2 separate regions of the Sus scrofa genome follow, and region 2 is linked to region 1. Evidence: chromatin contacts called from public HiChIP or PLAC-seq data. All regions are on one chromosome and are shown on one strand. The core of a region is the stretch at or near the end of the contact, and the rest is flanking DNA. Distances in the headings are between cores, read along the strand shown. Region 1 holds the start of ANTXR2 (anthrax toxin receptor 2). Region 2 holds the start of PAQR3 (progestin and adipoQ receptor family member 3).

Region 1 (3,989 bases), core at 485-2,984:
TCTACAACCTACACCACAGTTCAGGGCAACACCAGATCCTTTAACCTGCTGAGCCAAAATGGGAACTCCCAAGGTACCATTTTATTGTGCCCTGATATTGCAGCTGTCTCGCTGGTCTTCCTCTTTTCATTCTCGTTGCCTCCAAATTCATTGTATCAGCCAGAAAGATTTTTGAAAAACACAGATAATACCAATTTATGCCTTTCCCCACCACTGGGGTTAAATTCTTTTAATGGGCTCTAGTCATACAATATAAAGTATCTGAATTCTTTATCCGAGTTTACAAAGGACCTAATCTAGCCTCTGCCTACCTCTCTTCCTTCCTCTTTCTTACAAAACTTAACCACGTTGTTTTTCTTTGTGGTTCTTGGATGTGTTATCTTTCCATAACGCACGTGGAAAGATGCAGTAGCTGGGAATGTGTCCTCTTCTAACTCTCGGAGGGGCTGTCTTCCTTGTGTGGGCTCTCCGGTCAGTTGTCCTCTACCATATCAGCATATTTTAAACCTCTGAATTGAAAACTCCCTTCTAATACGAACATTTACTCATATGTTTTTGTCTGTTTTTCCTCCTCAACCAGACTACAAGCTTCATGGAAACCAGGGCTCGCCGTGCTCAAACTCTAGGTCCTAGCACATTGCCTAGCACGAAGTAGGTACTCAGTACACCTTTGTTAAAGTGACAGGTTTCTGCCCTCAAAGAGCTTGTGAGTCTGGTGCTGTGTCAGAAATAACGGGAGTGAAAAGTTAAGTACACATGACAACCGATTCAGTTGCTAAGACCATATGGGCTTAAGCACGATATGAACTTTTTTATCATAAAGCACTGATTTAATTCCAAGGAGAAAGAGGAGGCGACACTTCATGTTACTGTTAGTCCGTGGTGTGTGTACCACGGAGATCCTTAGGTTCTGAAAGCCGGTTTCCACAAGGGGGGAGGCCGAAGTCCCAGGCGGAGGTGGGATGGGGGAGGGGCGGGAAGGAGGGGGCAGGGAGCAAGCGGAGAATTCGGATGCAAGTTTGAAGTCACAAGTTTGGCAAGGGTGGCCGAGCTGGCTCCAAGATGACGTGCTTACTATCTGGCGCTTGAGGTGAATGACAGTGGGGTGAAATAGTTTGTGCTACAACTTTTCCTTTCTCCTGAAGCATCACCACCCTCACCCCGTTCCCCCCCGCCCCCCCTTTTCTAGGCTCGTTGAGATGAAACTACAAAGTAGGTTTATACACTTGAAAAAGAAAAAGAAAAAAAGAGGAAGCTGCCTCCCTTAGGGAGGGGTGGGGCAGAGCGAGGGCCGTCACCTCGGTCGGGACAGCTCGGAGTTCAGTCTCCGACGGCGCCCAGGGCTCCGCGCAGCTGCTGCAGCAGGCCGGGCCGGCGGCGCCAGGGGCCGTGCACTTTGCAGAGGACGTTTGTTTTCCGAAGCGACTTTTCCGCTTCCCGAAAGCCGGCGAGCGTTCGTCGTCTTAACTCTGCACGAACCCACGAGTGTGCGTGTGCGGCTCGCGGGCCTGGGCTCGGGCCCCCGCGGGGACCGGCCGGCTGCCGCTGCCGCTGCCGGCCTGGTGTGGGCGGCTTCTCCGGAGCCAGCAGCCCCGGGGCCGCTCGGCCTCCTCCTCTGCCGGGGCCCGCCCGGCTGCGCGCCGCCAGAGCGGAGGACGGCAAGAGAGGCGGGGGCGCCGAAGGCAGCCGGGCCGCCCGCCGGAGGACGGCCACGCGGACGCAGCGGGCCCCGGGCCCCCGTCCCGCCGCGCGCGGCCCCCGGAGTCCGCGCTCCCGGCGGCCGCTGGAGGCTGGCCCGCGGGCCGGGAGCAGCTCGCCCGGGGAGCCGCCGCCGTGGGCCCTGAGCGTGGGCAGCAGCGCTCGGGAATCGCGGGCGGACCGCTCGCTCTGCCCCGGGGCTCGTCGAGAGTTCCGGCGGCGGCCGCGGCGGCGAGCCTCCCTTTGTCCTCCTAGGACCTCCCTCCCTCCGTCCCTCCCTCCCTCCTCCTCGGGCCGGGAGTGGGTCCCGCGGACCCAGGCGCCGGCGCCCCCGCTGCCCACAGCCCCCCCACCCCGGGGTGCGTCCCGGTCCCTCCTGCCACCCTAGCGTCCCGCCGGGGTCGCGCCGAGGGGGCTCGGAGCCCGAGGGAGCTGCAGGCCCCCGGCCGCAGGATGGTGGCGGGGCCGTTCCCAGCCCGCCGTCCCGGGAGCTGGCTGGTCCCGGGGCTGTGGCTGCTGGCTCTCAGCGGTCCTGGGGCGCTGGTGAGCGCCCAGGAGCAGCCGTCCTGCAGTGGAGCTTTTGATCTCTACTTCGTCCTGGACAAGTGAGTGCTTCTGGGGAGCGTGGCACTGGGTGGGGAGCCGTGGCTGGCGAAGTTGAGGTGTGTGTGCGCGACCCGGGGAGGGGTGCCCCGTGCCCTGGGGCTGTTGCTGTGCGAGAGGCGAGCGCGTTCGGATGTGTGCGGGGTGAGGGGAGGATGCCCAGCCCCTAGGCTCTCTAGGGAGATGGGCAGTCACTGCTGACCGGTCAGGGGGCTTCTTGAGACCGCGGAGTGCGGCCACTTGGGGTAGCCTTCTGCCACCCTGGAACGCAGACAAGACTCTTTCTCAGCCCCCCTTGGCCTCATTGCCTCACACTGGCTCAAGTTTGCTTGGTTTTTCTCCCGAGCACAGCTTTCATCTTAGCTAGGCAAAGACCAAGGTCAGCACACCCAGTGTGGTTGCATTTCCATCCCAGGAAGGCTGTGTTTATTTCGAAGAGCTGGGAACCTCCTCCGGACAGTTAGCAGGCAGGTGGTCCCTGAAGATGGGTTGACTTCCTAGACTGTGGTGGCATCTGAGTTTCAGCTTTGGATACTGTTACTGTGCTTGAAGAAGAGGTCAGGCTACCCCCATGCAAACGCGCTCTTTTTCTGATCAGTTCGATTTCCTTTTTCAGGTCTGGGAGTGTGGCCAATAACTGGATTGAAATTTACAATTTTGTCCATCAACTTACAGAGAGATTTGTGAGGTATTTCTCCCACTTGCCTTTCCTAAGCAGTAGAGTTGGAGGTAGAGCGAAGTAGAGCAAAGGGGAGGAAGGGTACCCCTTTTTGGAAATCATTCGCAGGGAAAGCCGTTGCTGAAATGGTGATTTTTTAAAAAGTGCCTCAAGGTCTTATCACACACATGCTGTTATTAGGACAGCCCTTCAGTAGTTGAGGGCTTATTTCATCTGGATCCCAGAAACTTGGCTCAGGCTCTGGGGAAGTCTCTTCAAATACAATTTCCAAATGTCTTTTCCTTTCTGAATTTTCATCTGTTTTGAACTTCAGTTATGCTTTCTCATAATTTATCACATTAAAAATTTTATGCTAATAGTATCCATAATATATTTTCCTTTCCACACAATTCTTAGTATTGTTGAAGTCCTTATTAAAAAAAAAAGTGTTGGTAAACTTCAAATGAACATGTGTTAATAACCCACCACCAGAAAAGGCACTTGTGTGTGTTTAAAGAACCGACTTGTGTTTACACAATGTGTGGGTGTGTGGCTGGTTTAAAATTTAACTGTTCTATATATGCAATAAGCTTTACTAGGAAAAATTGGTTTCTCTCCTATAAAAAGCATAACTGCTATGAAATCCAGCTTCCTCTGTTATTTAGAGGTAACTAGGAATTAGTGGTATCCTTTAAAAATAACCCTAGGACACTAGGCTCTTTAGGCCTTTTTTTTTCCCCCCTTTTTCCTTTTTCCTTTTTTTTTTTTTTAAAGGGAGGAAGAAAATGCACTGAGCAAATGCAAGTTTATCAAGATAATGGAAAGGACATGAAAAGGAGCCGTATCATTAAATATTGCTTCTTTCAGTCTTGTTAGCCCAAATGTTTTCTGTAAAACAGGCTTGGATGATCAAAACATTTTGAAAGTCATGTTGCAAGTAACTTCAAACAATCTGTGGAGGCCTAGGCAATCCTTGCTTTCCGTTATTGGCAGCAGGGAGCTTATCCCTATAAAAATGTATGCTTGTCCA
Region 2 (3,732 bases), core at 1,157-3,656, 920 kb after region 1:
CATTCATTTCACAATTGGGGAGATTTATGTGCTTAGACTTAAGAGTGCTTAATTTAAAAATTAAGCCACATAAATGAATGAGCGAGAGCAGACATGGGTTATAAATTATTGAATTCAGCCCAGAAGTCATCTTGCAACAGGTTTCAAGGGCACACTGCTGATAAGCCAAGCAGCCGCCACTTGTGGATGCTGCTCTAGGGTCCCGCCTCCCAGGGCGCAGCCGCCAGTCCTCGTTCTCTGTCCCTGAGGACCTCTGGCCCTCTTTCTGTTTCAAATACCAGGCTCCCTCCGTTCCTCTCCAAATTCCCAAGAAAGAAACCAACTGGTCGAGCTAATTACCACTGTTCTTGCATGGACATTTGTGTCAGGACATCCCACGAGCCACTTACCCGCCTCAAGGGTACCAGTGCCATATGGTACCAACAAGAAAACATGTATAAGAAGCCTCCCAGGAGTTCCCGTGGTGGCGCAGTGGTTAACGAATCCGACTAGGAACCATGAGGTTGCGGGTTTGGTCCCTGGCCTTGCTCAGTGGGTTAACGATCCGGCGTTGCCGTGAGCTGTGGTGTAGGTCGCAGACGCGGCTCGGATCCCAGGTTGCTGTGGCTCTGGTGTAGGCTGGTGGCTACAGCTCCAATTTGACCCCTAGCCTGGGAACCTCCATATGCCGCGGGAGCGGCCCAAAGAAATAGCAAAAAAAAAAAAAAAAAAAAAAGAAGCCTCCCAGAAGGACTCGGTGGGAGTGGCAGGCATTCTCGGGCACGATCTTCCTCCACAGTGAGGAGAATGCCTATACACACTGACCTTCAGCAGAGCGAATGTCCTGGCCACACAGTAAGCCCTCAAATTAGAGCGCCTCGGCTTAAAGAAAAGTCTCAAGGCCATGACACGACATTTAAGTCTCTTTAGGATAGAGCTCCACTGGTCTCGTTTTAACTATCAACATATCTTACCTTGAACTCTAATAAAAGAGAACATTTGTCCGAGCTAACAATATGCCTGGCGGTTTTCGGTTTTCTAACAGTGTTACATGGATTTACTGATTAACACAAACTACTCCTTATTAGTCCTGTTCCACCAGTGAGAAAACCGAGACACAGAGAGCTTTAGTACTTGTACAAGACACACAGCTCATAAGTGGCTGAATTCAAACCCAGGTAGTAAGGCTTCAACGCTCAGAAGTTAATCACAACCTATACTGCCTCTCAGACATCAACTAGTATTACCAACACAACAACAGTAAATAAATAACAGCGTCGATGATTGTTATCATGCACTGTTGCCAAACAATGCACTAAGGGGTCTACATACATGGATGCAAAACTAACGTTCTGCCCTTTTGCCATTAGGAAAAAGCTTTGGCGAAGTTCCCCTTGTCGCGGAGCAAAAAAAACGAACGCAACTGGGAACCAAGAGGTTGTGTGTTCCATCCAGGGCCTCTGTCAGTGGGTGGAGGTTCTGGCGTTGCCCTGAGCTGTGGTGTAGGTCACAGACACGGCTCAGATCTGATGTTGCTGTGGCTGTGGTGCAGGCCGGCAGCTGTAGCTCCAATTGGATCCTTATCCTGGGAACCTCCAAAAGGCGAGGGTGCGGCCCTAAAAAGCAAAAAAAAAAAAAAAAAGAAGAAGAAGAAGAATTGGCATCATCATTCGTAGCTATAAAAAAAGCTATAACATTTCCTTTAAGCACCGTATTAGCTGCACGCCCCCAAGTTTTTATATCTTCTATCTTTGGCATTGAGTTCCATTTCCTTGCGCTCTCTCCATCAACCCACTAAAATACTTGGAAGTGCTTTGTTTCAATTCCAGACATCTGGGGAGTTTCAGTTTTCTTGTTTATCTCTAGTTTAAGTCTACTGTGGTCAGAGAAAATACTCTGAAGAGCTTTGGGGCTTTGAATACTTCGAAAGCGTTGGGGATTCTCTACGGCTCAGCTTATTCCCGATTTTGGTACATGTTCTCTGTGCATCAGGTTTCCTCTATTTCCACCTACTTCAAAGGACTGACCTTGGCCGAGATAACGTCGCAGGTTAAGAAATGTGTGACATTCCAAGCTCAAAGAACCGGTGTGGAGCTAGGTCTAGTTCTTATTCTTCTCCCAGTTACTCTTTTCCCCTTGGTTTTTCAAAATGTAACGCATATTGCTTCTAATTAAAAACAGGATAAGGAAAAAAACCGCTTGTATTCGCCGTACAGTTCTGCGCTCTTCTCACCCACGAGGAGGACTGGGCCGCCTCGCCTTCGAACTCCAGCAGCGGCGGAGGCCCGGGCCCAGCCCCGCGGCCCCCACGGCACCTGCGCGCCCGCCCCAGCCCAGGCCCCGCCCCGCCCAGGCCCCGCCCCCGGTGGCGCCGGCCCAGGCAGGGCCGAGGGGCGGGGCCCAGGCAGCGTGCTGACGTCAGAGAGGGCGGCGACGTCGCGGGGCCGCGGGGGCGCTGACGCCGGTGGCCGCTCTGTGCGCGGTACCGGGCCCGGGCAGCTGCGGGGCCGTAGGACCTCGCGCGGCGTCCGCCAGCTCCGGGGCGGGGGCTGCGGCGGCGAAGCCCCCTCCCCGGGGAGGCGGGGCCTGGGCGAGCTTCCCGGCTGGGGAGCGGCGGCGGCGGCCGGGAAGGATGCATCAGAAGCTGCTGAAGAGCGCGCATTACATCGAGTTGGGCAGCTACCAGTACTGGCCCGTCCTGGTTCCCCGCGGCATCCGCCTCTACACCTACGAGCAGATCCCCGTGTCCCTCAAGGACAACCCGTACATCACCGACGGCTACCGGGCCTACCTGCCCTCCAGGCTGTGTATCAAAAGGTAAGGTCTGGCCGCCTCCGCTGGGCGCGCCTGGGGGGCGCGCCGGCGGCCCCTCCTCTTGCACATCCTTTTTGTCTGGTCCGCCTGCTGTTTTCCCCCCTTTTCTCTGTGCCCGTCATTTCCTAGCTGCCCCATCCTTTTCATCCCTTCTGCCACCTCTCCTGTCTTGGTATCCTTCCTTCTCCCCGCTGGGGTGCTTGATCCGTGGGACGAAGACTGACAGTAACAGTGGTCGTAATCACTAACTCTCCCGTGGCACTTGGCTGTTTATGGAGAGATTTTACATCCTTTATTCCATTCAGTGCTTATCGGGATACATGTTGGAATCGACCCCACTGACGATGGCTGAGCCATACTTGCCCCTGTGTATACCTAAGCTTTGTTTATTTTTAAGGCAGCCCTGTGGAAATTCGGACGTTTGGGGCCAGATAAATGCCTGTATAATAGGAGTAAGTTCACATTGCATTATATATGTATTACACAACATATATATATAAAATCAAGGAGATATATATATATATATATATATATATACACACACACACACACACACACACATTCATTCATTCATTTAGCAGATACTCTGAGCCCCTGCTAGGTACCAGGCACCCTACTAGGTCCTGGAAAGAACAGCAGGCATAACTCTTGTTCTTATGGAGCTGTCGAGGTCTAGCCTGGGTGCTAATTACACTATTACATAATAACCGCTGTGAAAAACGCTGTGTGGGAAAGGCAAAGAGAGCCTGTAACAGCCACCACCCTCCATTAGAGTGTAAGAAGCGACTTTAAGAAAGGAATTTTTTCATCTAAACTTAAAACTGAGTCCCTTCAAAGCCTGGGTTTAAAAAAACAAAACCGAAAAATCTAGTGTTCTAGTTCTTAGGCTAGCTTTCTGTTAGAACTCACAGAAATTAATTACAGGACCCCACTTGAAGA

The links. HiChIP or PLAC-seq counts read pairs in DNA pulled down with a chosen protein or histone mark.
Region 2: an H3K27ac HiChIP or PLAC-seq map of alveolar macrophages shows a contact between it and region 1. The contact joins the promoter of PAQR3 here to the promoter of ANTXR2 in region 1. A contact is called at or near these places in 2 of 5 promoter capture datasets (fetal skeletal muscle and liver), 1 of 47 Hi-C or Micro-C datasets (embryonic fibroblasts) and 2 of 2 datasets of contacts at active chromatin or transcription factors (alveolar macrophages and skeletal muscle).

Annotation. Positions count from the first base shown.
Region 1 is chr8:137,727,115-137,731,103 of Sscrofa11.1, forward strand. ANTXR2 (anthrax toxin receptor 2) reads left to right here and starts at 1,735. Exons shown (of 17, transcript XM_003129371.6): 1 at 1,735-2,303; 2 at 2,918-2,989. The coding sequence starts at 2,152.
Region 2 is chr8:138,644,221-138,647,952 of Sscrofa11.1, forward strand. PAQR3 (progestin and adipoQ receptor family member 3) reads left to right here and starts at 2,407. Exons shown (of 7, transcript XM_013998797.2): 1 at 2,407-2,796. The coding sequence starts at 2,612. It overlaps LOC102167132 (a long non-coding RNA gene), which reads right to left and starts at 2,299. Exons shown (of 9, transcript XR_002346480.1): 1 at 2,007-2,299.